Linked DNA regions of Zea mays: region 1 is linked to region 2. The links are chromatin contacts, called in public Hi-C maps. All regions are on one chromosome and are shown on one strand. Each heading gives the region's core, a stretch centred on a gene start, on an enhancer-like site or on the middle of the called end of the contact. The rest is flanking DNA. Distances are from core to core; before and after follow the strand shown. Region 1 has its middle 53 kb from the start of LOC100381931. Region 2 has its middle 16 kb from the start of LOC103633352.

The links. Hi-C and Micro-C count contacts between places; a contact is called where the count stands out from the background.
Region 1: a contact with region 2 is called in a Hi-C map of tassel, with 6 times the contacts expected there. The contact joins two enhancer-like sites. A contact is called at or near these places in 2 of 25 Hi-C or Micro-C datasets (bundle sheath and tassel).

The regions. Positions count from the first base shown.
Region 1 is chr7:170,020,963-170,027,251 of Zm-B73-REFERENCE-NAM-5.0, reverse strand. No RefSeq gene overlaps it. Among protein-coding and RNA genes, the nearest start is that of LOC100381931, 53 kb to the right of the region's middle. Within about 2 kb of position 3,136, at least 18 of the 20 cell types and tissues checked have an H3K27ac peak or open chromatin away from gene starts, as enhancers often do. A contact at or near this core is called in bundle sheath and tassel, where this site is marked.
Region 2 is chr7:169,686,468-169,692,594 of Zm-B73-REFERENCE-NAM-5.0, reverse strand. No RefSeq gene overlaps it. Among protein-coding and RNA genes, the nearest start is that of LOC103633352, 16 kb to the right of the region's middle. Within about 2 kb of position 1,779, at least 19 of the 20 cell types and tissues checked have an H3K27ac peak or open chromatin away from gene starts, as enhancers often do. A contact at or near this core is called in bundle sheath and tassel, where this site is marked.

The sequences.
Region 1 (6,289 bases), core at 1,887-4,386, 330 kb before region 2:
GAGTTTCTCCTATCTCCGAGACCTCGTCTCATGAGACAGGTTGCTCCGGATCCCGTTCTCCGGCCGCGTGATGTCGTCGAACGTTCCTGCGCCGGTTCCTCCGTCGGCGGGATTCTCGTTGAGGCGGTTCTTTTCCGGGTGCAGTCGGCTCGTCGTCGGAGACGATAGGTGACTCCACCCTCCCGATGAAGAGGACGTCGGGATAGAATGGTGCTGCTGTCGTGGCGATCTTCTTTCCGTTCTCCTTTGAGGGCGGAGGAACGGAAAGAATAACTCGCTTCCCCTTGGTCTCTTTCTTCCTCGCGATCTGTGTCCATTCTTTTGTCGGGGAAGTAGACAGTGGAGTTCTCCGGGTCAGCGGGCCCTCGGCCCCCGACTTTCCGGAGACGATCTTTTTCCGGAGAGCTGGAGGTTGCGCTTCTCCAGCATTTTCGGAGTTCGTTGGAGGAGACTTCTTTTCCGGCGGTTCCGCGATACGGTGTAGAATTCCCTCTTCATCCGCTACAGATGAAATTGTTCCGAAGCAGAATACGGATCCGGGACGCAGGGTGATCTTGTTGTAGAAGGTGACGGCCATTGAGCTAGCTTGGATCGTCGACACACCCCCTACCTGGCGCGCCAGCTGTCGGTGTTTTGGGTCCGACCGCACACCCGGGGTTGCCCCTCAAGGTGTTTTTAGGAGTAGGACGGTGTCGACAACTGTAGCAAAATGGTTCGTGCCGATTGCACGAGGGACAGAGGACAAGGTTTACAGGTTCGGGCCGCTTAGAGATGCGTAACACCCTACGTCCTGGTGAGTATGCTTGGTGGACAAGGTTACAAGAGAGTTCTCTGAGTGCCGAGAGTTGACGCGGGTGACTAAGTAATAGGGTCGATCGATCTGAAGGGGTGCCCCCTAGGCCTTATATACTCGACCGTGGGGCAATACATGTGGATATGATAACTATGTGTAGCTACAAGATAGTGAACTGTTTGAGTTTATCTCCCTGTAGTTCTGCCGACCTATCCTCGCATGGCTCCGTTGCATGGGGGCTCCAGCGCGGGAAAGTCGGATCTTTGTTGTGGTCGCTCGCTCGACGTTGTGGGCCGTCCGGGTTCGCACCAATCCGGCCCTGTGTCAAACTGCTTTGCTGATTGTTCCTCCCCAGGCCCACGAAAGAATGACCTTATGATTTATTGGGCCCCTGGGCCTTTGGTGAGGTCTTTTACTCTTTTAGTGGACCCGGGGGATATCTATCCCCCACAGGATGGATATTAGGTTAGGTCATGTTTGTTTACTCTCTAGATTATATAATCTAGCTTAAATAAGTTGAGAGATAAACAAACAACACAAATTATTGGATGGATTATGTAATCTCAATACCTAGATTATAATAATCCATTAGCAGGTCAATAGATGCTTATATAATCCATAAGCTGGATTATATAATCCCGGATGTTTTTGTTAAGTAACCTAGTTAGGGTTATGTGGGCAAATATCTGATTTGCCCCTGAGGGGTCTCACATCTCTATATAAGGAACCAGTACACCCCCTCATAATACATAGAAGAGAAAGTGGCCAAAGGCCTAACCTTACATCGTGTCTCGTGTGTTTCCTCTGTCGTGCTTCTGGGAAGAGATATGGGTCTTTCACGACTTTTCGCGCCTAATCTGCTGACGGGAGGAAAGAGTGCGGATCTGGTGATCCGTCGTAACGCTTTTATTTTTATCTTCTAAAGCCCTGATAAGTGAGAAGAATAATAGTTCATGATTTGATGCACCATGACCCACGGGTGCGGGTGCTTGCCGACTGGAGGGCGGAATAGGGCCGACGGCCCAGTGCGCCACGACGCAGGACGCGACAAATCCTGAAGCCGAACTGATGACCAGCGCGAGCAAGCGACGATACTCCGTGCGGGCCGCGCGGCGAAGAGCCGAAGGCGCGCCGGCCTTCTTCAGCTACCAGGCCTTAAGTAGGCTGCATATGACTGGGCTTTGAATACAGAGTTACGAAGCGTCAAGCTTTTAAAATGCATTTCTAGCATCTTAATATTGTCCAAATATGTCATTTAAATCAACAGACTCTTAAAAAGCATTTTGAACACTCTAATATTATTCAAGTGCGTCGCTTATTAGATCTATAGCGGTTCGTGATCTAGCGTTTGGCCTACGTGGCATCGATAGTGTGGTGACCAGTCGGCTGCTACACGCGTGAGGTAGTTTTGGACTAAGAAAATAAGAAGAGCCTTTTGTTCCTCATTTTCAGCTTTACGGCGGGAGGTGGATGCATGAATGGCGAAAGAAGATGGTGGTGACAGTGTCATGTATGGTCACGCGTTGAGCATTGCAATGCAAACTGATGGCACCTGGTGATCGACAGCTAGCTAGCTTCGGTGAGATATATTAGCATCAGCAGCGGCAGCTAGCGGAGAGCCGAAAGCTCACTGACCAAGCGATCGAGCGAGCCAGCAACCGACTGGACAAGGATACCTGGCATGTATCCGTATGATCCTGTAAAAAAGTAATTGTACAGGACTTCTTCGTACAGTTTTTCTCCCAGCCTTGCAGGTACTAATAGAAAACTAGCCGCGTGTTTATAGCTCCTAGCTATAGGATTCGTGCGGCAGTCTTGGCTAGCACCTTGTGAATTGTCATGGCCACCTCGAAATCAACCAGGTATAGATCAGGTTGCTTCGGTTTTGACTATGACACAGTGGCAATTGTTTCTTGATTTCCATTCCATCTGATTTGTCCTTTTGGACTACCTGCTCCCTCTCGCTGGTAGTGCCTTCTCCTTCCGCCATCGCTTTCCCATCTCCTCCAGCGTTCGGCCCCTAGTCTCTCTCAGGGAGGTCCCAGGTGAAGAAGAACACCCACCCCTTGACAGAGACAGGTGGAGATGACGCCGGTGGTTGCACGCCACGCCGACCGCGAATCCCAGCGCGCGCACCTGCCGCGGGAATAGGGAATATGGGCTGTGTCATAATCATTCGAATTGAAAAACTAATTTTAGACAGAAAAGTTAGCTAAAGTGTGATAAATTAGTCAGCGAACCATACCCTGTATCTCTGAGGTGTACACGCTCGTAATTGGGCCAAGTCCGATAGAGAAGAATGCGACGTAGGCCTAGGTGGATGCAATGCACAAAGCTACGGCCCACGACGGCGAGGCCCGTTCTGAGGCCGATGAGCGAGCCCACCATGTCGCCTGCGCTGCACATCGCAGCTATAGATTGCCAATAAGTACAAGGCTTGCAAGCCCGGCATGAAACCCGTTGTTTAGGTCCGGTCCGAACCTGGCATGACCCAGTTTTATGCGTGCCCGGGCTGGCCCGACACGAATAAGCGGGCCAGGCTCGGACTGGAAACTAGGCACGGTGGACTAGCCCGGCACGGCCCGTTTACCTCTAAGCCCGTTAAACCCGCTTTTTTACACTAAAATGTTCTTACCAGCCCGCATAGCCTGCTTTTCGGCCCACTTTTTTCGTGCTAAACGGACCGGGCTCGGACAGGAAATTGAGCCCGCGTGCTTAGACGGCCTGGCTCGGTTTTCTAACCGTGTCTGGCGGGCCGGGCCCAAAACGGGCCGAGCTTCACCGGGCCCGGCACGGACAGCCCTGAGGGGGTGCGGCGGGTGCGGCCGCACCGGGCCCCCAAAAACAGAGGGGCCCTCGGGCCACTTGACGTTAACACTTTTTTCCCGCTAAGTATATCTACCCTAGACATAAATACGCAAGAGCGATGCACTATCGATCAGTTTCGTTTAGATTGTTAAACTAATGTCTCAATTACTTATCTAATATTCATTTCGTTCCAAAATAGTATTTGTTTGAACTCTTGATTTTTATATCTATATTCAATTAGATGATGAGGAATCAACTAGAGAAGCAAAATAAATTCTATTTTGATACAGAGAGAGTATTATTTACTATACACATGATGGTTGCATCGACGGAGAGATGATTTTTAAAATTGAAATATTTTTTGAACTATTTAAGGTCAACAATGACTTAAGAGAGGTTAAATGGTTTGGCGATTATATGTATCTAAAAGAAGTTGTTGGATGAGATTGATCTTAATGGTATAAGCGATGATTTGTATCACAAAATGTTAGGAGATATTTTTAATGACATCAGATAACAAGTATGTGTTTTTGCTATATTTTATATTTGTTATCTTATAAATATTGAATATTATATATATTATGTGTGGATGGGGCCTCCATTTCGGATTTCGCATCCGACCCCTAAAAGTCAGGAACGGCTCTGAGACCCGGGCCGAGCGGCCCGTTTGGCCATTTCTAATCGCAGCAGAGGGCGCCGTCCGACGCGGATGCGGTACAACAGAAGCCGCCTGCGCTGCACTATAGTACATGTGCACCCATCCTGGCTTCCTGCTCCCGAGATTGTAGGTTCAGCGCATGCTCATCAGTCATCACTCATCAGCATGGCAGGCTGGCAGTTTGGGCGTCCTCGCACGCATGATGAGTCGATGACGGGTCAAATAATGTGTTACTCAGTCGTACATGAAATACTATACACTATTGGGTGTTTGGTTTGAGTAATCAATCCATCCAAAATGATATGGTGTATGATGTGTCTATTCCTTAAATTTGGTGGAATGACTTTATTTCTTATATTAGTACTAACTAACTATGAGAAATAGGGTGGTGATGGATCAATTTATCCATTCCAAAAACCAAATAAAAAATATGAGGAGTGAGAAGATGATAGACTAGCTCATTTCCCAAACCAAACACCCCATATATATACAAGATCATTTGTTTTTGGATAGGAGCAATGTATAGCTTGATAAAGAAATCCAAGTTCATGGTATCACTCATCGCACTATCGTCATGGCCGACATTGCCGCCGCTATATAGCACGATGCCACGACCAATCTCTGCACCATTGAGTAAAAGGCTACTGACGCCACACGCCATCACGATGTTGTGGTGACCGCCAGACGAAGCAAGGCAAGACGTGGCTGTTGGCTCCACGACGACATCGTTGGTCAGAGTGTGCCCTAGCCGTCGTAGCAGACGCGCAGCGCCACCTTAGGAAGCCGACGTTGTTGCTCTCAATGTTGATGGCGATGACAATGCTGTCACAAATGGTCAGAGCTAGAGGCAGCTCAGAGTTTGTGTCAGTGATCAATGGCAGTTGAGTTGGAGGACATGTATGATTTCATTCACACACACACCTATTCCACATTATAAGACTATACGATAGAGGACATACCGTTGTACAAGGCTATGTGAAAGTCGCCTAGAGGGGGGTGAATAGGCAAATCTGAAATTTATAAAGTTTAAGCACAACTACAAGTCGGGGTTAGCGTTAGGAATATAAACGAGTCCGAAAGAGAGGGCGAAAACAAATCACAAGCGAATAAGAGCGGATGACACGGTGATTTGTTTTACAGAGGTTCGGTTCTTGCAAACCTACTCCCTGTTGAGGTGGTCACAAAGACCGGGTCTCTTTCAACCCTTTCCCTCTCTCAAACGGTCACTTAGACCGAGTGAGCTTCTCTTCTCAATCAAACGGGACACTAAGTCCCCACAAGGACCACCACACAATTGGTGTCTATTGCCTTGATTACAATTGAGTTGGAAACAAAAAAGAAGGAAGAAGAAAAGCAATCCAAGCGCAAGAGCTCAAATGAACACAAATGTCTCTCTCTAGTCACTAATTTGTTTGGAGTGATTCCGGACTTGGGAGAGGATTTGATCTCTTTGATTGTGTCTTTAAATGAAGTCTAGAGCTCTTGTATGAGGTTTGATGGCTGAAAACTTGGATGCATTGAAGTGTGGTGGTTGGGGGGTATTTATAGCCCCAACCACCAAAATGACCGTTGGTGGAGGCTGCTGTCGTATGGCGCACCGGACAGTCCGGTGCGCCACTGGACACTGTCTCGTGCGCTAGCCACGTCACCAGGCCGTTGGGTTCCGACCGTTGGAGCTCTAACAAGTGGGGCCACCGGACAGTCCGGTGGTGCACCGGTCAGTCACTGTTCACTGTCTGGTGCGCATTCTGGCGCCTGCTCTGACTTCTGCGCGCGCAGTCGACACTGTTCATTGTTTACTGTACCGTTGCAGACGACCGTTGGCGCGAGTAGCCGTTGCTCCGCTTGGTGCACCGGACAGTCCGGTGAATTATAGCGGAGCGGCCTCCCGAATTCCCAAAGGTGGCAAGTTTGGAGTGGAACTCCCTGGTGCACCGGACACTGTCCGGTGGCACACCGAACAGTCCGGTGCGCCAGACCAGGGCTGCCTTTGGGTTGTCTTTTGCTCTTTTTATTTGAACCCTTTCTTG
Region 2 (6,127 bases), core at 530-3,029:
CTGTGCAACGGCGGATCCAAGGTATTTGGCTCGTCCGCCTAGCCAATAACCTGCTATGCTATGCTGCACAGAAAATTCCGACACAAAATACACTAGTACACGACAACAAATTTACCTGTGACATTTGCTGACGACGTTAAGCTCACGCACCATGCCTGACGAGAGTCGGGCTAGCTGGTCGCGTGCTCCCATCTCCTATCGAAAACAGTTGAAATACACTATCGTGACAATGACAACGAGATGTTAGACGAATCTATGTGTGCTACTCGACCGACCAATTGGAACGTGCTGTCCGAACAATTGAGGCACACCTGTAATAATCGCATCAAGTAAAGTTGTATCGTTGGAATAATCTAAAAAAATAAACACGAGGGCGCATCGTGTCCTCTCAAATAGTAGGCCGAACGTCACTGGGCCTTAGCCGGGCCACGTATTACTCTGCTTGGGCCAAAATGAAACGGCACGCCGGCCATTTTGACATGCCTGCCTGGGAGCTCAGATTGAAAAGGGTTATCTATGACTGAAGACCCTGCGAGAGCAGCGCACGCGGTCTGGGCCGCCCGTGACCTACTGCAATAACCGATAAGAACGCAGCTGGGCCGCGCGAGCTTTCTGTTTGCGTTGGTTAAATGAGATAACGCGAGGCCAGTGGTTCAGGCCGCCCCCGTCCGTCTTGACACTGACATGTAGGGCTGGGCATTCGGTTTTTTTCTAAACTTCGGTTCGGTTTTTCGGTTTTAAAAAACTTCGGTTTTTCAAACATTAGAAACCGATCGGTTTTCTAGAAAATGAAAAACCGAGAAGTTCGGATTCGGTTTTTTACTTCGGTTTTTCGGTAAAAACCGAATACCAAACTTATAATCAAGACAATACATACAACAAGTTTACATGATAGATTACACATAATTTTAAAAAGAAAAAATTATATAGGTACAAATATTTAGATATACATCATACATCACATACAAATAAGTGAATAACAATTTAATTGTATCACACAATTAGTTCACATAATCGAATAGTCAAATTTGAGAATTGATAAAGTTTGGTATTCGGTTTTTTCGGTTCGGTATACGGTGAAAACCGATTACGATACCGAAAACCGAACTTCTTAGATACAAAAACCGAAACCGAACCGAACTACCAAAAAAACCGAAATTTCGGTTCGGTTCGGTACGGTTCGGTTCGGTTTTTGGTTTATGGTAAAAATGTGCCCACCCCTACTGACATGGACGTGTGGCCGCTCCATCTCGGCGTTCCGAACCTCTTGGCCATGCCATGCTGTCAAGCGGCACGTTCTCCACGCTGCCGGTCTACTTTACGAGCACAGTACCAGTACTACGAACCAGGACCACTTGTACTGGCTACTACTGTAGCATTATTGAATGTTGTACGTGGCCAGTTTTGAGTCCCGGATTTCTGGGTTTTTTTTTTCCACGCTCTTTTTATTTGCTTCCATGTTAGCGAGGACGAGGACGAGACGGGAAACTTGGTCCTGCACGCATATGGAAGTCCCAGGCTGTTTGCTTGAACCTCCTCCGCTCGGTAGGGCTGGTCGGCGTTATTCATCAGTCGTCGTCGCCGGTACGGACCCCGGTCCCCGGGTGTCCTCGCTGCAGCTACTGTCTCGGCTCGGGTGTCCTCTACAGCTGGGTTCGGCACCTTGAATAGAAACGCAGTGGCAAAAGGCTAAAAGAGACCAGTTGTGCTGTGGCCAGTGCCACAGCTTGGCCTCTCTTGTCGTACGTGTGAGCGTGTCTGGCACCGACCACGTGTCCTCCAGCGGCACCACAAACCCAGCTCTGGACTTGGCTGTCTCTGGATCACGCGGGCTAACAACTAGATCACCTCGTCCCGTGAAGCAACAGCCAACAGGCACGTGAATGCGAGTGCCTCCCAGACCGACCAGAGGGGTTCAGGTTACAAAGCCTGCTCTGTGCTCTCCGTCTAATTAAAACCGCCCTAGTAATTTCATTTCATAGTAGCTGGGACAGGCAGCCAAAACACGTACTGGATGGATTCTCGCCAAAGTGAGTGTGAATCACACGGGGGTGGCTCTGGCTTGCTGGCGCGAACCATTTCACATGACGTTGGACGTTGCCGAATCACACGAAAAAATACATATATTATATTATATCTGTGCTTGTATCGGTACAACCCTGAACTTTTCTATAAGACCCGTTTGCGTCTTTAGTTTCCCTTTTCCAATGACGATGCATATCGAAAAGTTTGGGAATCATTGTACGTCCCTTTTATTTATTTATTTATTTATTTCCCTAGCGAAAGCGTGGGCACCTACTACCAGATATCCTTCCTTTTAGTTCCGAATAAAACACGCCAGCGAAGATAGGTCACTTCGTCATCAATAACATAATAATGATCCTTAGCTACCGAATTCCAGATTCAGATGAGTCTACCCCCCCTGCTACGCTGCCATGTGGAGTGTAGGCCGCTTGACGCTGATGAATGAACTCGACAAGTTTACCCCCGCTGCACCCGTCCCACATACTACACAATTGCCAAAAAAAAAAAGGGTCCATGGTCCAAGGATGATATCTACTTTCAGTAATTGATTCGGGCCGGAATGCTGGATGCAGTGAGTTTGGATCTGCGTTCACTGTTCAACATGAATACCCAGCAAAATCCAGTTGGTTTGGAACTTTAGATGGAGTGGCAACTGGCAAGGCAAAGCCATTCTTTGTCCACGTGGCAGCTGGGCTTCTCGTCCGTGAGCGAGCAAAGCGTGTATCTGACACGCACCACGTGGTTGCCTCCGATCAATAATAAGTAGGGAATACTTTCTCCATCCTGTAAAAGTAGCTATATTGTTTTTTTCGAATAAAAAAATACTTTCAGTTTGAGTAATATGTAAAAATAGCACAGAGCCGGTAAAACTAAAAACCATGCACGGTTCCTCTCTCGAAAACCGAAATGGTATGGTACCCAACACTATTGCCACAGTATTTTTTTTAGGAGGAAGAGGAACCAACTAATGTTACAGTCACTCCAAACAAGCTAGATCTAGCTTGTACAATGACGCATATAATTCGTTCATGATCCTCTCTTTCCTCTACAACCCATGTTTGGTTAGGGGGGGGACCTAAACATCGAATGTTTGGATGTTAGTTAGAAATATTAAATAAAGTCTAAATTAAAACACTAATTATACAGATGAGAACTAAATGATAATACGAAGTACGAACCTATTTAATACTCGTAATAGGCATTCAAACATTCAATCTAACACGGTCTAAACTTTAGTAACCAAACACCCTTTTACTTTTAAACGTAAGAATTTTTTTCTTCTAACGAACCATCATCTTCCACTTTATTTAATATTGTACCTGGTAATGGCAGTACTAAACACAAGTGACAAGACAAAACTATCAGGTGAGTGAGTAGTGCCGCATCTCGGCATCTAGTTCAAGGGCCATGCTTATCCATTCCAGGGTACGCCAGCGATGATGACTTGGAAAATGCTCAATTATGGGGAGGGGGGGCACACACGTGACGGGAGTTCAAAAGCGTAGGGGGAAAAACTCCTCGCTTTGCAAGCACGTAACGGGAGCAGCGTATAGGGGGGCGCATCTGTTGGTCGCTTTAGATAGGTTGAGGTTGAGCAATTGAGCGCCTCGCGGTTCGAGCGTGTGCCGCTGAAAGAGGGAAAGCGTCCATTTCGAACCATCCGACATGCACGGTGCAAAGTACAGCCAGGATAGCAAGACGTAGGATGTAGTACCTGGATTGGATTGATCGATCTGCGCGCACACATACGTACATGTGTAGGCTCTTCGGAGCAATTTTTTTTTTCCTTCGAACGGACCTGTGCTTCAAAATGGCAACCCAGCTTGTTGTTGCGTCTTTGGTGATGGGTGGTGGCTGAGGTGAGTGAGCTAGCAAAAGGCTAACCGTTTTTCGGGAAATCACCAATCCAACTAGCATAGTAGTAGTAGCATTGCCGCCGCTGAGTTGACATATGGGTATGGAAACGAAAAAGAAACAGCAGTTGGCAGCATAACAGCTTCCGGTTTCAGTCACAGGGTGGCGGTCCGGAGAACTTGGCATTTTCATACATTATTCCCCTGTGATTAGTTACTAGCATGGCACGTATGTAAGGAGCCGGGCTTCTCATGCCCAGGCTAGATTCATGCATTATCTTTTTGTTTGGTTGTTTACATTAGTGAATTCAGACTAGATACATCTAGTGTTTTGTTGCTTAGTGTTTTGTTGCTTGTGCTGAAATATGTAATAAAGAAGGGTACAATAAATAAATCTCTAAATTTTATATAGCACAAGTAATATGATTTTGTTCAAAAAATCTCAAGTATATGAAACCGGTTTGTTGATTAAATCTATTAATTAAAAAATATAATGAAAAACGATTTAAAAAAGGTTTCATATTCTGTGCCCATGCATGCCGTCAGCTGCATGCATCCTGCATGGCTGGATACGCGCCTTGCGGTCATCTCCACGGAGCGTGGTCGGTCGGACGATTTTTGCATCCTCTAAAACTGTCTGCGTCCAACAGACAACCAATCATGACATGCTTATAAGACTCGCTGCACACGCCCGCACGCGAACCAAACAGCCGGATTATGTACAAGAAGATACTAGCTAGAAAGATAATCGATTGTTAGGCTTCGTGTCTGATTCTACGTTGGATTGGACCGGTGTTAAGAGTTCGTGTTTTCTTCTTGAAGAAACTCGAAGCTGCTAGTGTTATTCGTGGCACAGCAACGGCTCGTATCTCTCCAATGTGTGGTCACTGTAGCGTGTGTGGGTTTTGTAGTACGAAAGCAAGAAAAGTGGAGCATTTTTTTTTCTTTGTTATAATAGTGTGTGGGTTTTGTAGTACGAAAGCAAGAAAAGTGGAGCATTTTTTTCTTTGTTATAATACTTCCAGTGGCCACGAATGGTTCAATCTCTCGCGGATCCGAGATGGTACTTTTCGATCGTATATATATACACACGTGCCAATTTTTATTTCCAAATATATATTTGCAGCCAAGGTACAGCTTTGTAGAATTTTTTTCTTTTTTTGTTACGAAGACTTCTTTCACTCAGGCTCTTTCCTGTAAAGTCAATATTTAGCGTACGGCAGCGTCTGATACCGCTCCAAGTGCTAAACCAAATGCTAAAATATATCAGATATTGTTCAGCTCCTATATTTGGCGGCGGATCCTCTATCCCTCGAAGACGCAAGACAACGAGGCTGAGTGGGTACAAGGCTGTGAATGGATGAGATCCACGCAGAGGGGACGTTGAAATAGTTATTTTAATTAATTATTTAATATAGAGAATATCGTTGCAGAGTGAAGATATAAATAACAGAATCTTTTAGTATGATCTGTAAATGATAGATAATATTTCTTTAAAGAATGAAATTTATAGTATATTTAGAGGACAAAACCTTTTTTTCACTTGAAAACTGTTCGAAAGTACGAAAACCATCTGCCATGAATCCATGATGTGTGGATGTGTTCCAAGCCATCCTTGTTTTTGAGCACGTGCGGGCACCAACCTACCTACCAACCAATTAACCAAATATCCTCGCTCACTAGTCCCGACTATAAAGCCTCCGTCCGAGATCAGTGGCTTTCGCCAATAATGACGCCTCCAAACCAATCCAATCCAATCCCACCCCTCCTCTATGCTGAGACTGAGAGTGGTTCTGTGCCGGGCACACTGACCGGCGAGGCCACGATCGTCACGTCGGACCAGCAAAGACTGTAGCCAGGTACGAGTACGACCGGGGCGCGGCGTCGACACGTCCCCCAGACCCAGATGCCTTCCCGTTGCCGAAAGCAACCTGACACGTTCAACATGCGGCCCATCCCGCGCTGCTGGTGCCGGTACTGTGGTAGTACTACCGACACGTACGCCGGAGCCACGGCGGCTGGAAGGAAGAACCGTGCCGTGAAAACCCTACCCCGCCACCTGCCTTCTTCACCTTCGCCTTTTGCGGAGACCGTCGGGGGGCGAGGGTCGAGGTCCAAAGAACCCCGAGGAAAACGACCCCAGTTTCTAGACGAACACACGGCGAGCAGTTTAGACGTCGCTGGCTAGAGAGAGCGACAGGTGTAGGAGTAGGAGGAGCTTGCTCTCATCATCCTCTTCTAATTCTAGC